5 separate regions of the Mus musculus genome follow, and all the other regions are linked to region 4. Evidence: chromatin contacts called from public Hi-C, HiChIP or PLAC-seq and promoter capture Hi-C data. All regions are on one chromosome and are shown on one strand. Each heading gives the region's core, a stretch centred on a gene start, on an enhancer-like site or on the middle of the called end of the contact. The rest is flanking DNA. Distances are from core to core; before and after follow the strand shown.

Evidence for each region. Promoter capture Hi-C pulls out the DNA fragments that hold promoters and counts their contacts. Hi-C and Micro-C count contacts between places; a contact is called where the count stands out from the background. HiChIP or PLAC-seq counts read pairs in DNA pulled down with a chosen protein or histone mark.
Region 1: a contact with region 4 is called in a promoter capture Hi-C map of stem cell-derived epiblast-like cells, with 2.4 times the contacts expected there. The contact joins the enhancer-like site here to the promoter of Dap in region 4. A contact is called at or near these places in 6 of 39 promoter capture datasets (HPC-7-derived erythroid cells, cranial neural crest, embryonic stem cells and 2 more), 1 of 115 datasets of contacts at active chromatin or transcription factors (embryonic stem cells) and 2 of 9 other capture datasets (embryonic stem cells and macrophages).
Region 2: a contact with region 4 is called in an H3K4me3 HiChIP or PLAC-seq map of neural tube, with 6 times the contacts expected there. The contact joins the enhancer-like site here to the promoter of Dap in region 4. A contact is called at or near these places in 2 of 39 promoter capture datasets (embryonic stem cells and hippocampal neurons) and 6 of 115 datasets of contacts at active chromatin or transcription factors (embryonic forebrain, embryonic stem cells, neural tube and 1 more).
Region 3: a Hi-C map of B cells shows a contact between it and region 4, with 11 read pairs. The contact joins the enhancer-like site here to the promoter of Dap in region 4. A contact is called at or near these places in 3 of 39 promoter capture datasets (the C10 cell line, the HPC-7 cell line and neural stem cells), 3 of 484 Hi-C or Micro-C datasets (B cells, CD4 T cells and neutrophils) and 6 of 115 datasets of contacts at active chromatin or transcription factors (the 230-238 cell line, astrocytes, embryonic forebrain and 3 more).
Region 5: a contact with region 4 is called in an H3K27ac HiChIP or PLAC-seq map of oligodendrocyte precursor cells, with 6 times the contacts expected there. The contact joins the enhancer-like site here to the promoter of Dap in region 4. A contact is called at or near these places in 2 of 39 promoter capture datasets (embryonic stem cells and hippocampal neurons), 3 of 115 datasets of contacts at active chromatin or transcription factors (astrocytes, cardiomyocytes and oligodendrocyte precursor cells) and 1 of 9 other capture datasets (embryonic stem cells).

The regions. Positions count from the first base shown.
Region 1 is chr15:30,645,504-30,648,203 of GRCm38.p6, forward strand. Ctnnd2 (catenin (cadherin associated protein), delta 2) reads left to right here. Exons shown (of 23, transcript NM_008729.3): 7 at 1,266-1,821. Among named protein-coding and RNA genes, the nearest start is that of Gm31841, 36 kb to the right of the region's middle. Within about 2 kb of position 1,413, at least 95 of the 459 cell types and tissues checked have an H3K27ac peak or open chromatin away from gene starts, as enhancers often do.
Region 2 is chr15:30,386,321-30,389,020 of GRCm38.p6, forward strand. All of the region lies in intron 2 of Ctnnd2 (catenin (cadherin associated protein), delta 2), which reads left to right. Among named protein-coding and RNA genes, the nearest start is that of Gm41284, 120 kb to the right of the region's middle. Within about 2 kb of position 1,376, at least 8 of the 459 cell types and tissues checked have an H3K27ac peak or open chromatin away from gene starts, as enhancers often do. A contact at or near this core is called in neural tube, where this site is marked.
Region 3 is chr15:30,609,204-30,611,903 of GRCm38.p6, forward strand. The region is part of intron 3 of Ctnnd2 (catenin (cadherin associated protein), delta 2); the gene reads left to right. Among named protein-coding and RNA genes, the nearest start is that of Gm24487, 9.0 kb to the left of the region's middle. Within about 2 kb of position 1,273, at least 101 of the 459 cell types and tissues checked have an H3K27ac peak or open chromatin away from gene starts, as enhancers often do. A contact at or near this core is called in the 230-238 cell line, B cells, the HPC-7 cell line and 3 more, where this site is marked.
Region 4 is chr15:31,223,067-31,225,766 of GRCm38.p6, forward strand. Dap (death-associated protein) reads left to right here and starts at 1,319. Exons shown (of 4, transcript NM_146057.3): 1 at 1,319-1,517. The coding sequence starts at 1,463.
Region 5 is chr15:30,449,652-30,452,351 of GRCm38.p6, forward strand. All of the region lies in intron 2 of Ctnnd2 (catenin (cadherin associated protein), delta 2), which reads left to right. Among named protein-coding and RNA genes, the nearest start is that of Gm41284, 52 kb to the right of the region's middle. Within about 2 kb of position 1,305, at least 28 of the 459 cell types and tissues checked have an H3K27ac peak or open chromatin away from gene starts, as enhancers often do. A contact at or near this core is called in oligodendrocyte precursor cells, where this site is marked.

The sequences.
Region 1 (2,700 bases), core at 163-2,662, 580 kb before region 4:
TGCAGTGTAGCACTAACCCCTTTTGCCCAGTGAAATGTGGGTGCCAGGGATCAGGCTTAGGAGACAAGATTTTACTAAGATGTCTCCCCGAGTCCCAACTTGTTCTTAATTCAGTATCTTGATGCTTCCTCGGTACATCCTCAGTGTTTCTCCAGACAATTTGGAATGCTGTGTGTGCTCAGATAAAGTGCCCAGCCTCCCACTTGCCAAATACCACCCCAAAGGGCAGAGGTACAACGGAAGTTTCCTGTGGAGAGCATCTATCAGCTCTTCTTCCCCCCTCCCTTCATTTCCTTGCTCTCTTCCCAGCCCAACCAGCATTCTTCCTTCCATACCCTTCCATGACAGCTTCTCTCTCACACAGTGTGAGATGCTACTAGCTTTTCACACCAGGGACTCCCCCAGACCCTTTCTCCTGCCCTGGGTGAAGCTTGGAGAATCTAGTCATTCTGCCCATAAGTAGATGACAATTGGGTATTTTCATTCTAATGCAGATTTGTCTCTGAGCAAGATTAGAGGAAACTGTCTTTCTAACTCCACCCCAGCCCTGGTCTTTTGTGTTCTTGTAAGTCAAAGAAAGCAACTGGCTTTCAGTCGAAAGACACAACAGCAGAGGTGTTGTTCTGAGACATCTAGAGTACACTTTTAATAACCAGAAAAGGAAGCACTTTTAGTGTTTCCAATTTTAATTGATCTGTTTCCTCTAGTTTTTTTTTTTTTTTTTTTTTTTTTAACTGAAAAACCAAGCTTACTCTCGTGACGTAGCACTTTTCCCTCCGTTTAACTCTTGACCAAAAAGTCTTAACGGCAAGACAGCAGAATAAATTCTAAGTAGTGCATCTTTTATGTCCCGGTCTAAGTACGCAATTCGGTCAGTTTTCGGTGGCTGAAAGTGTGTCTCCTGGAATAATGGGAGCGTTTAATGCCTGGAGTTTTCATTAAAGCTAGCAGAGAGAGAGAGAGAGGGCGTTCTGAGAGATCACCGGTTGGGTGGCCTTTAAATGTTTCTCCTGTGACTAAAACCTCTTGGAACTCGGAGCAGACGCATGCCTCTCGCCTCTTTGTCAGCGGGCCTCTGCTAACCCGCTCCTTTCCCTCCTTGGAAAGGAACCGGGCTGGGAACGTGCTGGGGCGTGGGTTCGCGTCCCTCTCCACGCGTAGCCTGGGCGCAGAAGTTGTCTTCTGCAGCCGGGCGGGGCGGGCGGGCGGGCGGCTGCTTCTCCACCTCTGAGCGCGCCTGTTCTCTGCTCTCCCTCCCGGCACAGGGCACGACCGGCCGCGCGGGGCACCTGGCGGGCTCCGAGCCTGCGCCACCGCCTCCGCCTCCGCGGGAACCGTTCGCGCCCAGCCTGGGCAGCGCCTTCCACCTGCCCGACGCGCCGCCCGCCGCCGCGGCGCTCTACTACTCCAGCTCCACGCTGCCCGCGCCGCCGCGCGGGGGCTCCCCGCTGACCACCACGCAGGGCGGCTCACCCACCAAGCTGCAGCGCGGAGGCTCGGCCCCCGAGGGTGCCGCCTACGCCGCGCCGCGCGGCTCCTCGCCCAAGCAGTCGCCCAGCCGCCTGGCTAAGTCCTACAGCACCAGCTCGCCCATCAACATCGTCGTGTCCTCGGCCGGCCTGTCCCCGATCCGCGTGACCTCGCCCCCCACCGTGCAGTCCACCATCTCCTCTTCGCCCATCCACCAGCTGAGCTCCACCATCGGCACCTACGCCACCCTGTCGCCCACCAAGCGCCTGGTCCACGCGTCTGAGCAGTACAGCAAGCATTCGCAGGAGCTGTATGCCACCGCCACCCTCCAGAGGCCGGGCAGCCTGGCAGGTAAGGGGCTGGGCGCTCTGGTGTGGCTCACATGGACGCTTGGCGGGGAACCAGGGAGACTGGATCCAAGCAGCAGTGCTGGGCATGTCTTGGGTCCAGTTTTCAGATTCCGGGGCTGTCGGGTTGTCAGGGATTGTCTGGAAAGACTGTCAGCGTCTCTCTTCAGGTGTGCCTATCATGTGGTCTGTCTGCCTCTAACACCTGACTGCCTTCCCTTGTCCCTCCCTAAAGTCTGAAGACTTAAACCCAGCAAGGAGGTTAATTTAGTAGGACCACACAGACCTGTTGCTTACATGCAGAAAGAAATCAAGTAGCTCTCCCAGTGGGTATGATCAGTATTAGTTGCCACAAAAAGTTATATATTTTCCCCCCAAATCAGATTCTGAATTTACATAGGTTGCAGCAGCAGCAGCAGCAGCAGAGTAAAAGTAACCAACGGGAAGCATCTTCAATGGTTACCTACTTCATTATAGGGGCTCAGCGGGGGACGGGGGTTGTCTGAGTTGGAGAGGCTGCTTTCTTCTGCCAAATCAGAAGAGGTGACATTTCTGTGGTGCCTGTCCCTATTACAGACCAGGCTGAGCTGGCGACTGTGCTGTCAATGCCATATGCTCAGTTTAAACAAGACACTGTGATTGAAAGACTAATGCTCCCTCCTAAGACACCTGACATGTAATCTGGATTTATCGCCTATTTCTTTCCTTCTAGAAGTATTTGGTAATTTTGTGACTCTAGTAACAGATGCTGTGCTCGTATGCTTCTTGTCTTGACACAAATAGATGACTGTGAAGATAAATAGGATTAAAAAAAAAAAAGGGAACTTGTCACAGGCACAAGGCAGGTGGCCAAGGACTTCTTTAATTCAAACACAGTAATCAC
Region 2 (2,700 bases), core at 126-2,625, 840 kb before region 4:
GGCAATGGCTTGTGGTATCTCTGGGGCTCTATGGGGCGATTTTGGCCAATGACTCAACAAGATGGAACCCAATTCCTGGCACTGAGTTTTTCTTGGAGGTATGAGATGTCTAATTGAAGTATTGAGTGCCTTCAGCGGTTTCTTACTTTTCTGTTGTAATAAAAACAAACAAACAAACAAACAAACAAACAAACACCAACAGCAAGCCATTTTATCCCTTTCTCACAGCATTAAGCAAGTTTACAAAAGCAAAAGCAGCTGTTAATACCTCATAGCCCTTTATCCTATTCTTATCCTGCCTGTAGGCCACTAGAACTCCCAGGCATTCCAGAGTAAACTGTCAATGGCTCTTAAGTCACACCTGGCTCTTTTGATGTTAAGTTTCTGTAGTCATCACAGGGGACCAGGGTAAATTATTATCCAGGTCAGAGCACTCTAACAACTGAGCTAGAGCAGTTAATTTCTATGCAAGCAAAAACAGGGTGCCATAGGGGTAGGGCTGGCTATCACATTCCCACTGTCACTGAGTGACTAATGGAAACTGAAGAAGTCACTATTGCATGAAGACTGGGACAAGACAAAAAATGAAAAACTTTCTACCTTTGAATGAAAATGAAAATATAGCATACCCAAACCTATGTGACGTGATGAAGGCAGTCCTCATGTGCAAGTTCATAGCACTGTGTACATCCAATAGAGAGATCTCATAATAGTAAATTAATGATACATCTGAAGTCTCTGGAACAGGAAGAAAGAACACCCCCAAACAGAGTAGATGGTAAGAAATAATCAAACTCAGGGCTGAAATCAATGAAATAGAAAAGAAAAAGGAAAGAACAAGAACAGCCTGACAAAGAATAGATAAAGGAAGGAGTTGTCTCTTAGAGAAAACAAACAAGATTGATATCACCGTAGCCCAATTAACCAAAGCCGGAGGGAAGATCCAAATGAGCACAATTAGACACAAAAAAGTGGACTTTGCAGCAGCCCTGAGCGTTAGAGAATCATCTGGACGTACTTTAAACATCTGTATTAGGCAATACTAAAACCCCAAGTACATTATCCTATGAAGAGCACAGTTATTGTGCCCATCTTCTTTGAATGTCTTTGGATGACTCTGCTTTCCAGAGGGATGGGCTGCTAGCAGGGTGATTGACAAGCCCAGATGGATTAGCAGCTTAAGAGAGAAGAGGATAGTATGTAATGTTCAGCAGATCTGATTGTTATCTTTGGCCCCACTCGGGGCCAGACGCAGAAGATAAGACTGCATTCTTCTGACCAGAATGAAAAGCAGCTTTCCCTTGAAGGACTGCATCAAAGCGCTGTGATCTCCACCTTTTTGCATGGGGAGTCGTGGTGTTTTCATTTCTAGTGTTACCAGGGAAACAGAGAGGTTATGACCCAAAGATTTATCTGAGGAAGGGGATCCACCCTCGAAGGCCTTCAAGGCTTCAAATTGCTGGAAACGATCTGTGGACAATGGTTGATTGGCTGATAAGAGCTTCCATGATTAAGGAAGGTTGGCATATTGTAGGCCCAGACTCTCATTACAATTCATCTTTTGCTTTGTTCAGCCCCTAAAGAGCCCACTGCTGCTTTGCATCCTGATATCCTATGAGTAGTAGGTAAAGCTGAACCTAACGTTCTGATAAACAGAGTAAAACCTTTATAATGTGTTACTGTAGATCCAGGAAAGGGCTAAGGATGCTAGCTGATAGGATGTGAGGTTTACAGCTGAGATTTCTGGTTTATATCTAGGTTTCTTGCTTCAACTTTATTCTGTTACTATAAGAAGTTCATGAAGTTGCTGCCTCATTTCTGCGTGGAATTTGGGAAAACCTAAATCTGTGTCTCCAGGCTATTGACACTCAATGTCTGGCTTCTTACTTCTTATGACGTGAAATGTGTGTTTATTTCTGTATGCTACTCATACCTGTAACAATGCTATTGGATTTTAGGATGGTGTTAAGAGGAAAAAAAAAGTATTGTGTTAATGAAAATATATGATCTGTATTTATATGCACATAATGAATTCACAATGTCAGGAATATATTATAATTTAATGGCTTTCCTGGTTATTGTTGTAAAGGAAGTATATTTCAAAAACAAGCATCATTTTCTTCCAAGACTATCTTTGTCTTGCTCATTAAAGCAATGTAATTTATGTAAGTATCATCCGTGATTTACATTGATAAGCTATGGATGTGAAAGGTTTGCAAATATATTCTTTTGTAGTTTTATGTTTATTTATTTAACAAATCACAGAGGCATGGAAGACCATCTTAGTGTGTGTATTGCCTTTATGTAGACCCTGCCTCAAAGATATCTTGAAAATAGCTTGAGATCATTCAGTGCCTTCTTTATTTTTTTAAATGAATTGCTAAATTTAATCCTGGTTTTGAAATCATGTTCTGCCGATTACTGTCCTAAGTTAGTACAGAATGGGAACATTTGGGCTATTTTATGTGTTTACCTTCCTTTGAATTAATTGTTTAACTCAGTGTAGTATGTAGCAGTGTGTAGTGGAGTGTGACTGTAAGCCCAGGGTTTAGGAGGCTAAGAAATTCAGTGATAAAAGATGTATTGGTAGCTGGAGATGTCAACATCTCAAACTCAGTAGCTAATGTAACAAATGAGGAAAAACAGTACTCAAAAAATGCTTGAATAATCATTGTGAGTTTCTGTGGGGTATCTGTGTGT
Region 3 (2,700 bases), core at 23-2,522, 610 kb before region 4:
GACAATAGAAAGAATTTTGGGCATCTGATGAGCAGAGAATCTGGGGTATAACCCATGACCTTTTCACCAATGACAGGGTAGTTCTTGCATAAGATTGGCTATGTGATTCCTATATTCTATTTCAGGGCTAACAGCTCATTCAAGGAACAAAGTATCAATGAGGTTGGGCAAGTCCAGTCAGCTCTGATAAGAATAAAGAACAAAAGGATACTCACAAGTGAACACATTCCTTTTTCTTTTTTTTTTTCTTTTTTTTTTTTTTTTTTCTGTATGCCCATCTGTCTTAGGGTTTTACTGCTGTGAACAGACACCATAACCATTATAAGTCTTTTAATCGACAACATTTAATTGGGGTTGACTTCATCCAGGCAGGCATGGTGCTGGAGAGTGAGAGTTCTACATCTTCCTCTGAAGGCTGCTAGTGGGAGACTGACTTCCAGGCAGCTAGGATGAGGCTCTTAAAACCCATGCCCACAGTGACACACCTACTCCAACAAGGCCACACCTCCCAATATCGACACTCCCTGGGCTGAGCATCTATAAACCATCATACCATCTCCATCTCTTCCTTCTCTGTCATTATTCCAATATCCCCTATCTTCAGTTTGTTCTAGCTTATATTACATGAGAGAATAAACTAACAGCATTTGTATACAAAAACAAAACAAAACAAAACAAAAAAAAAAGTCAGAGTGTAAAAATGAAGCATGGTCAAACCACTTTAGTTTTGTTTTGTTTTTTATTTGTGAATATTTATAGACTCATGAAAATACAAAATAAATTATACAGAAAGCTTACTTGTAACTATGCCTGTTTCCCTGTAACTATGCCTAGCCCACATATAAGGCATTGGTATAATCCAGAATTTCCTACTTTCAATATACACCTCCCATGTGTGCAAGTGTGTGTGTGTGTGTGTGTGTGTGTGTGTGTGTGTGTGTGTGTGTTTGTACACACAGAGAAAGAGAGAGAAGGAGAGAGAGATTTGTGTGTGTGCTTAGTTCTATGAGACTGCATCAAACAAATGGCTTTGTGTTTGTACCACCAATATCAATATTCTAACCACTCCATCACAGAAAGGCTACCTCGTCCTGCACTATCCCCTGACATATCCTTAACCCTTAGCTGTCACTGATCTTTTCTTCAGTCCCCTAATATTGTACTTCAAGACTATTACTTCTTTTTAAAGGCATCTTAGTCTTTTGAGGATCACTACCTACTGTGTACCAAAAGCCATTCTTTCCCTTGCTGTGGAGGTTTCTGTAGTGTGTTGTGTCAGGCCATTCACTGCTCAGCTGCTGAGGGATGTCTGGCTGATATTCTAGCCTTTGGTAGTTATGAATAAATCTGTGGTGAAGATTTATACATCCATCGATATTTTTTTTTCTTTTACTAAACATTACATGAGTTCAGGTGGCTCACATGGTCAAAAGGCTGCTACTGCCTTTCGGCCTGTAAAGACAGAAGATGTGATGGCCACTGGTGTTTATGGATACCCTGTGGTTTCTGCTCTATAAACAGTCAAAGTGTACGGTGACTTTGTAAGCGGAAGTGGGCTCAGAGGAAGAAGCCACAGTGCAAGCAGCTCTGTGACCGCGGTTCTCCAGAGCAACTTCCAGTTCCTGTTGTTTGCACTTCCTCTTGTCTTCAGCCTTTAAGGGAGTTTCATAATTAGTCAGAAGAGCTGAGCTGTGGTGCAGGGCTTTAATCCAGGCACTTCCTGGGGCAGATACAGGCGGATTTTGACTTCATAGGCCAGCCTGTGTCTACAAATCGAGTTCCAAGAAAGCCAGGGCTAAACAGAGAAAACTGTCTTGAAAAAGTCAAAGTGAAATTTAATTTTTACCAATTTTGTATTGTTACTCAAATTTCTTTTCTCTTTCCTGAGGGATATAAGACCATTGCTTTCATATATTTCCGTTGAAGATCTAAGGGGAGTAAACTTCATGTATACTAATTATTCCATTAAAATATGTGACCAGGCTTTAACATGTTTGCAACAGGTAAGATGGATGGATGAATGGATGGATGGACAGACGGATGGAAGGACAGACAGGTAGACAGGCAGGCAGATCAATATGGGAAGGACGAATGGGGAAATGAAAATCTGGCAGATTTGTGTGACTTAAAGGAACAGCAAAGTGAGCCCCCCCCCACACACACACATCACCCCTTCATAGCTTCATATACAAAGGCACACACACCCTCCAGAATCAAGATTTACTCAGACTCATACACAGTCACAGGAAACAAGAAAACACGAGTTTAACCTTCTGTTTACTCACGGAGTACGGAGGTATTTTCGCTGAGACGTAGAGGGGTAACACTTGGAATACCTTGCTGGGGGCATCACAGCCATTAGCAAATAGCAACTACTCTTATCCACCCCTACTCTAAACCACAGTAGTGGTCACCCAGCTTCCCAATGCAGAGAATTCTCTCCTCCGCTCCTGCTAATGCTCAGAAAGGAAGCATTGGAGTTCATCAACATCTGACCGAGGTACAGAGGATGTCAGAGTTGACTGATCAGCGTAGCAGTGAGCAGCCCAGTAGAGCTGACACAGAAACAGCACAATGGTTCAATTAAATGCTTTGGAGAGTACTTTACAATAGTACCCCTAGTGATCAAAGATTGCGACTTATGTTATTCCAATTTGTGGAATGCCCACTGGCAGAGATATTATGATAGTTTATTTTCTA
Region 4 (2,700 bases), core at 69-2,568:
CATGGCTAAGGGCCTGGAATATAAGTGAAAACCATATACCAGGCTTCTCCTTCCATGGAGCTGACAGTCCAGTCCATGGAGAATTCCAGTAAATGAGCAGAGAGAAATAAGGACGGCCAGATGAGGTTGATCGCATGGAGGCAGTAAAAAACATGAACAGAAACATGAGCCGGGCACCTTGGCTACATTCTCAGATCCCACAGGTCAGCTGACTTCACAAGCTGGTTGTACTATAGGAAGGAGTCAGTCATGTAGATATCTGGAGGAATCAGTGCTCAGTGATGGGAATAGCAGATGCCAAGACCAGAAGAACTGGCCTGTCCCACTAAAGAAGGATCAGAACAACCAATATGGGTCAAGGAGCCATAAGCAATGAGCTGCTAGTTTGCCAGGCCCTGTCACGAAAAAAGCCTTGTGGGTTGTATGTGCTACAGGTTGCATTTGATGGCCACAAGGGCTTCAAACCTCCTCGACTAAGAAATTGTTTCTATGCAAGCCTGCAAACCACTTGCCTCTTGAGAACCGCGAGCTAAATAATTCTGAGTAATTTATGAATTACTCAGACGCCAACATCATTACAGTGGAAAGCACCCCAGGAACGTGTAGGGAAGAGGGCCAAGGATGATGCACGGGAGATACAAATATTTACAAGTCTACAGAGAAGCTTGCCAAGCCGAATGGCAGCCACGGTGGTCTGGACAAGGCAGAGACATGGCGTCCCTAAAGCTAAAGAACATCCAGAGCTGTCTGCAGTGCTCCTACGAGATCAAAGGCACTGGACAAGTGACCTTCGGATTTGGCAGCCTGGGGTCAGGGAGAGGTTCTGAGAGATCAGTCAAGAGGTTCTGAGAGTAAGGAAGGAGTAGAGAGGTGTGGCACCCTGCCTCTTTTAATAGCTGGGTCGTCTAAGATCCGTGTGCAGCCTGGAAGGGATGGTGGCAGGCCCTTTTCTAAAGATAGAAGACTGCTGATCTTGCAGAGCTGCGAGTTCTAGAGAGTAACGGATAAGTTTTGCTGCAAAGTGAGCCAAGGAGCCAGGAGCTGCCATCTCTGAACGAAACCCCGCGCTGGGGTCTCGAACCACCAGCAGGCTACGCTTCCCTCAGTGACAGCTTGGCTAGTGAACACGCACCACGGGTCCAGCCCCTCGCTGGTCGCAGGGCCGCCCCGCCCTTCACGTACACACGCGCCCTGTCATCCTTCCCATACAATAGCCTTGGAGTCGTACGTGGCGCTGGCCGCTGCGCATGCTCCACAAGGACGGGCGGGGCGAGGCGAGGCGGCTCACAGAGTTCGGGTGGGCGGGACCGTGCCACGCAGCCGTTTGGAGCCACGCCCCCCTGCCCGGGGCGGCAGTGCGCGTTCCCGAGCAGCGCGCGCCTCACGCCTTCCCCCGAGTCCTCGCGCGCGCACTGACGCCCACCCCGCGGCTGCCGTCGCCCCTCCGAAAACCAGCGGCGCCATGTCTTCGCCTCCAGAAGGAAAGCTGGAGACCAAAGCTGGACACCCGCCCGCCGGTACTGACTGGTTTGCACTATGTCTTGGGGCGCCGGGAGGGGACAGGGCAGGATCGGGGTCCCAGTGCCCCGGTGCCCCTTGCTTGTGTGCTGCGCAGGCGCGCAGGTGAGCGGGCCCGGGGTGCAGGTGAGCGGGTCGCGGGATCCAGCCCTCCCCGGCGGGGACACCCTAGTTGTACAAGTCAAAACTCAAAAGTAGGCAGTTTTTATGAGATTGCACAGATGTTTGCGTGGGAGACCCCCAACAATTAAAAGGTAGTGTTGTATCATGATGATTAATCGTGGGCTGACAGCATTTCACACTGACAGACCAAAGAAGCGGAAATAATTATGATCATTAATCACCCGGCATGACTTCCTTTATTCATTTAATTTTCGCATCCAACTCCCTCTTGAAAGTGGTTAAAACGGTATTTTTTTAAAGCAAACCCGGAACTTCTGAGCCAAAACTTCTTTTTACTGGCAGTTCAGTCCAGTAAAGAGCCACCTCTCTTAGGAAATGGTGAGCAACCTTTGTGTGCCTTGGGCAGCCGCCTCCACTCAGTTCCTGTTTGTTCCTCCATGGCTGGAGGAGTTGGCATTTCTACTGCCCTTTCTGGTGGCAGAGATACCTGTGGAAGCACCACAGAGAGCCAGCCTGGAAACCGTGGGTCCTAGAAGCCAAGTCTCCTGTGGTATAAAACCAGGGCATCTCCCTGCAGACCTTGGAGGACTGTGTGGGGTAGGGACACATCTGTACCATCTTTCTGTAGTAAAAACTTAGACTCTCCAGCTGCTGGCCCCACTGGAGAACAGGAGGAGAGAGGAAACTGCCTTTAAAGTATGCTGTATTTCAAAGCTGATTCACTATGACAGTGCTTCTCAACTCGCCTAACTGGGGTTAGGAGTTATAGCTACGGGAGTCTTTGTGTTCAGTGTAAGATACTATGCTAGAGTATGGAAGGCTCTGGGTTCAATTCTCACTTCTTACAATACAAATTAACTTGTGGAAAGATTACCTTTAAGATACTGGCTCCTATCCCTAACCAAGTCTGTCCGCAATGGGTACCGGCTTGCTTCGCCAGTGGCGTCTCACTGAGTATATTAAACCACCTTCAGGGTAGGCCCTATGCCCCAGTAAATAGATGGCCAACGCAAAACGAACTCAGTGGTATTTTTGTAGACTTCCTGTCTCATGTGGTTT
Region 5 (2,700 bases), core at 55-2,554, 770 kb before region 4:
ATTTCCAAAGCTTAAGAGACGTAGATTTGGTAGCTACACAAGTGTTGTAAAAGATCTATTTGCGGTAAAATGTCCGCTACACGTGAAACCTGGATGGGTAACTCTTCCTTAATGTGTTTACCTTCCAGGTTTGCAGAAAACTGTAGTAGCATTCTGACTTGCGAGACAGACTGACATGAGTATGTTTGTTGTCGAGGCACGTCCTTTTGATGTGTGATTTTTTTTTTTTTGAGCAAGTTATTAACAGATACGGTAAAGACACCTACTGATTTTGATTGAATCTTCATAATTTCATGAGAATTAGCAGTGGCTATTCAGTTCTTCATCTTCAGTCCCACTTTTAAAGAGCTATCTGATCAATACTACCTGCCTTTCCTTCATTTGTAAGCCTTTCCACAGAAGGCTTATTGAAAGGGAGATATGTTTCCTTTTATTTAAGGAAATGTAACTGTACCATTCAAATGCAATCAAAATACAGGGTCAGCATTTTGGGGTGTCATGGGCTTTCCCTGTGTCTAGCATGACCAAGGAAATCATGTTCTATGGGGAAATGCTTAGTGGATAGATGGGAAGGGAGATAGCCATAGGCTATGCATACCAAGGGGAATTTGGTTGATTTAGATGGAACTAGAGATTCTCATATTTTCTGTTCAGAGGGAAGGGGAATGGGAAGTTTGAGCCTCATAATACAGTGCTTCTGAGGTGTGGCTCCTAGGAGAGAGACTGAAGGGAATGCACGTAAAGATTGATCTTAGCTACCTGAGATGAAATATAACAAGGGATAGAATTTGGGAAGGACTGAGTATTTTGATAATGTTTATTTTTAACTAAAGACCATCAACCTAAAGCAGAAAGAGAAGTCTAAAGTCCAGGAATTACAGAAATGGCAGTTGTTAGGAGCCACCCTCACTCCATTCATTTCTTTACCGTAATGACTACACATTATAACTACAGCCTTCCATGCTTAGGTGGCCAGTGTTCAGGTTAACTCTTAGATAGAGGACAGAAAGTCCTGGCATCCATCTTCGAAATCTGTGATACTACTCAAGTACAGCATAACCTACGGAGGATAATTCTACAGATGCTTTTATATAAATAGGATTTGACAGGTTGAGTGGTAGTGTTATTTCAAGAACTTTTTTTTCATACTTGTTTTAAAACATTCTACTGGTTTCTTTCATTTTACTGTAGGTTCTTGTGTGTGCGCGCACGCCTGCATGCAAAAGTAGTTTTCAAGTAGGCTATTTAGCTTGTGTCTTAGCCAAGCACATTGTGTGAAGAACTTAAAATGCTTAGTCATGTGCATTTTCTTATTGGTATTCCTCTGGTGCCTTCGACCAAGGGCACTGGCATAATACGTAAGTCCAACCAAAGAAACAGGGCTCACTCTGTTTTGACAAGGCATTATTCATGATCGTGAATTTATATAAATGTTAGGAGAATATAAGAATAAAGAGATGCTCTAAGTATGTGAAAAACTGAAACAAGTGTTATTTTTAATGCTAGGATCGTAAGATGTAATTCTAAGCAATCAGATGAAATGAATTATTTCTGCAAAGATAACATCTTAAGTGTATACTTCAGACATACAACATGAAAAATACGGTAGGCTTCCTTTACCTGTTATAAACAACAACAAAAAAAATGGGCTCAGTTATGCCAGGAGGAAAATTGTCTTTTGTAACTTAAAATGCATTGTATTCTGCCATTACTTTCCTAGTGCCTGCATGCCTCTCTCTCTCTCTCTCTCTCTCTCTCTCTCTCTCTCTCTGTGTGTGTGTGTGTGTGTGTGTGTGTCAGAGGAGACAGAGAGGGAGAGAGACTCCTTTAAAAATGAGAAAGCTAGCTTTGCTTTATTTCTGACTTATTGAGAGTAAGCCTACAGCTATTGTACATTATTACTGTCGTCATCATCATCATTTTTATTATTATTATTTTACCATCTCCTTCATTAATGTATTTTCAAGTATGATCTGACCTTACTCCCTTGCTGACAATGTTTTTATTAGCTTAGGGATTCTAGCTTCCAAGTTCTATTTTTCCCCAAAACACAAGTCATAGATTTTATAGTGTAACTATTTGCAACATCAGGAATCGAAGTACTACCGCCAGGATGGTCAAACTTGCAACCTTGTTGAAAAACCCAGAATGCTCCTAAGACAGTGAAATTAGATTCATGCCAGGATGGAGAGGGGTAGCTAAAGTCGTCTGGTCTCAGTCTGTCACTGCCGTAGCTTTACGTTGAGATAAAATGAAGGAGGGTGTGTGATTTGCTTAGTGCGGGTGCCTAGATTCCTTGATGGAGCATGTAGTAACCGGAACACATTTGATTAGTGAGATTTACAATTCTCTTCATCCTTCGTGATAGAGTTCAAGTTTATACTGATGGACAAATGTGAGCTAGTGTGTGAGGGCATGCAGTTCCAGGCTCGGTAACAAGAGGCTTGCCTTTTGTGTCTAACCAGCTTTCCACGGTTCAGGGAAGCAGGACAGCACTGGAGGTCTGGGTTTGTGTGAGAAGCTGTCACTGCCACATCCCAGGCAGAGGTCCAGCCCTGTTTGCAGTTTCTTTCCTCTTCCCTTTCTCCTTTTCTTCCCCTTGCCTCCTGACACAGTCTGCTTTGGCCATGGACAGCAAAGATAACTGCAGTCCTACACAGGAAAAGCTGAGCTAGCTCTGAAACGGTTACTCCTTGCAAT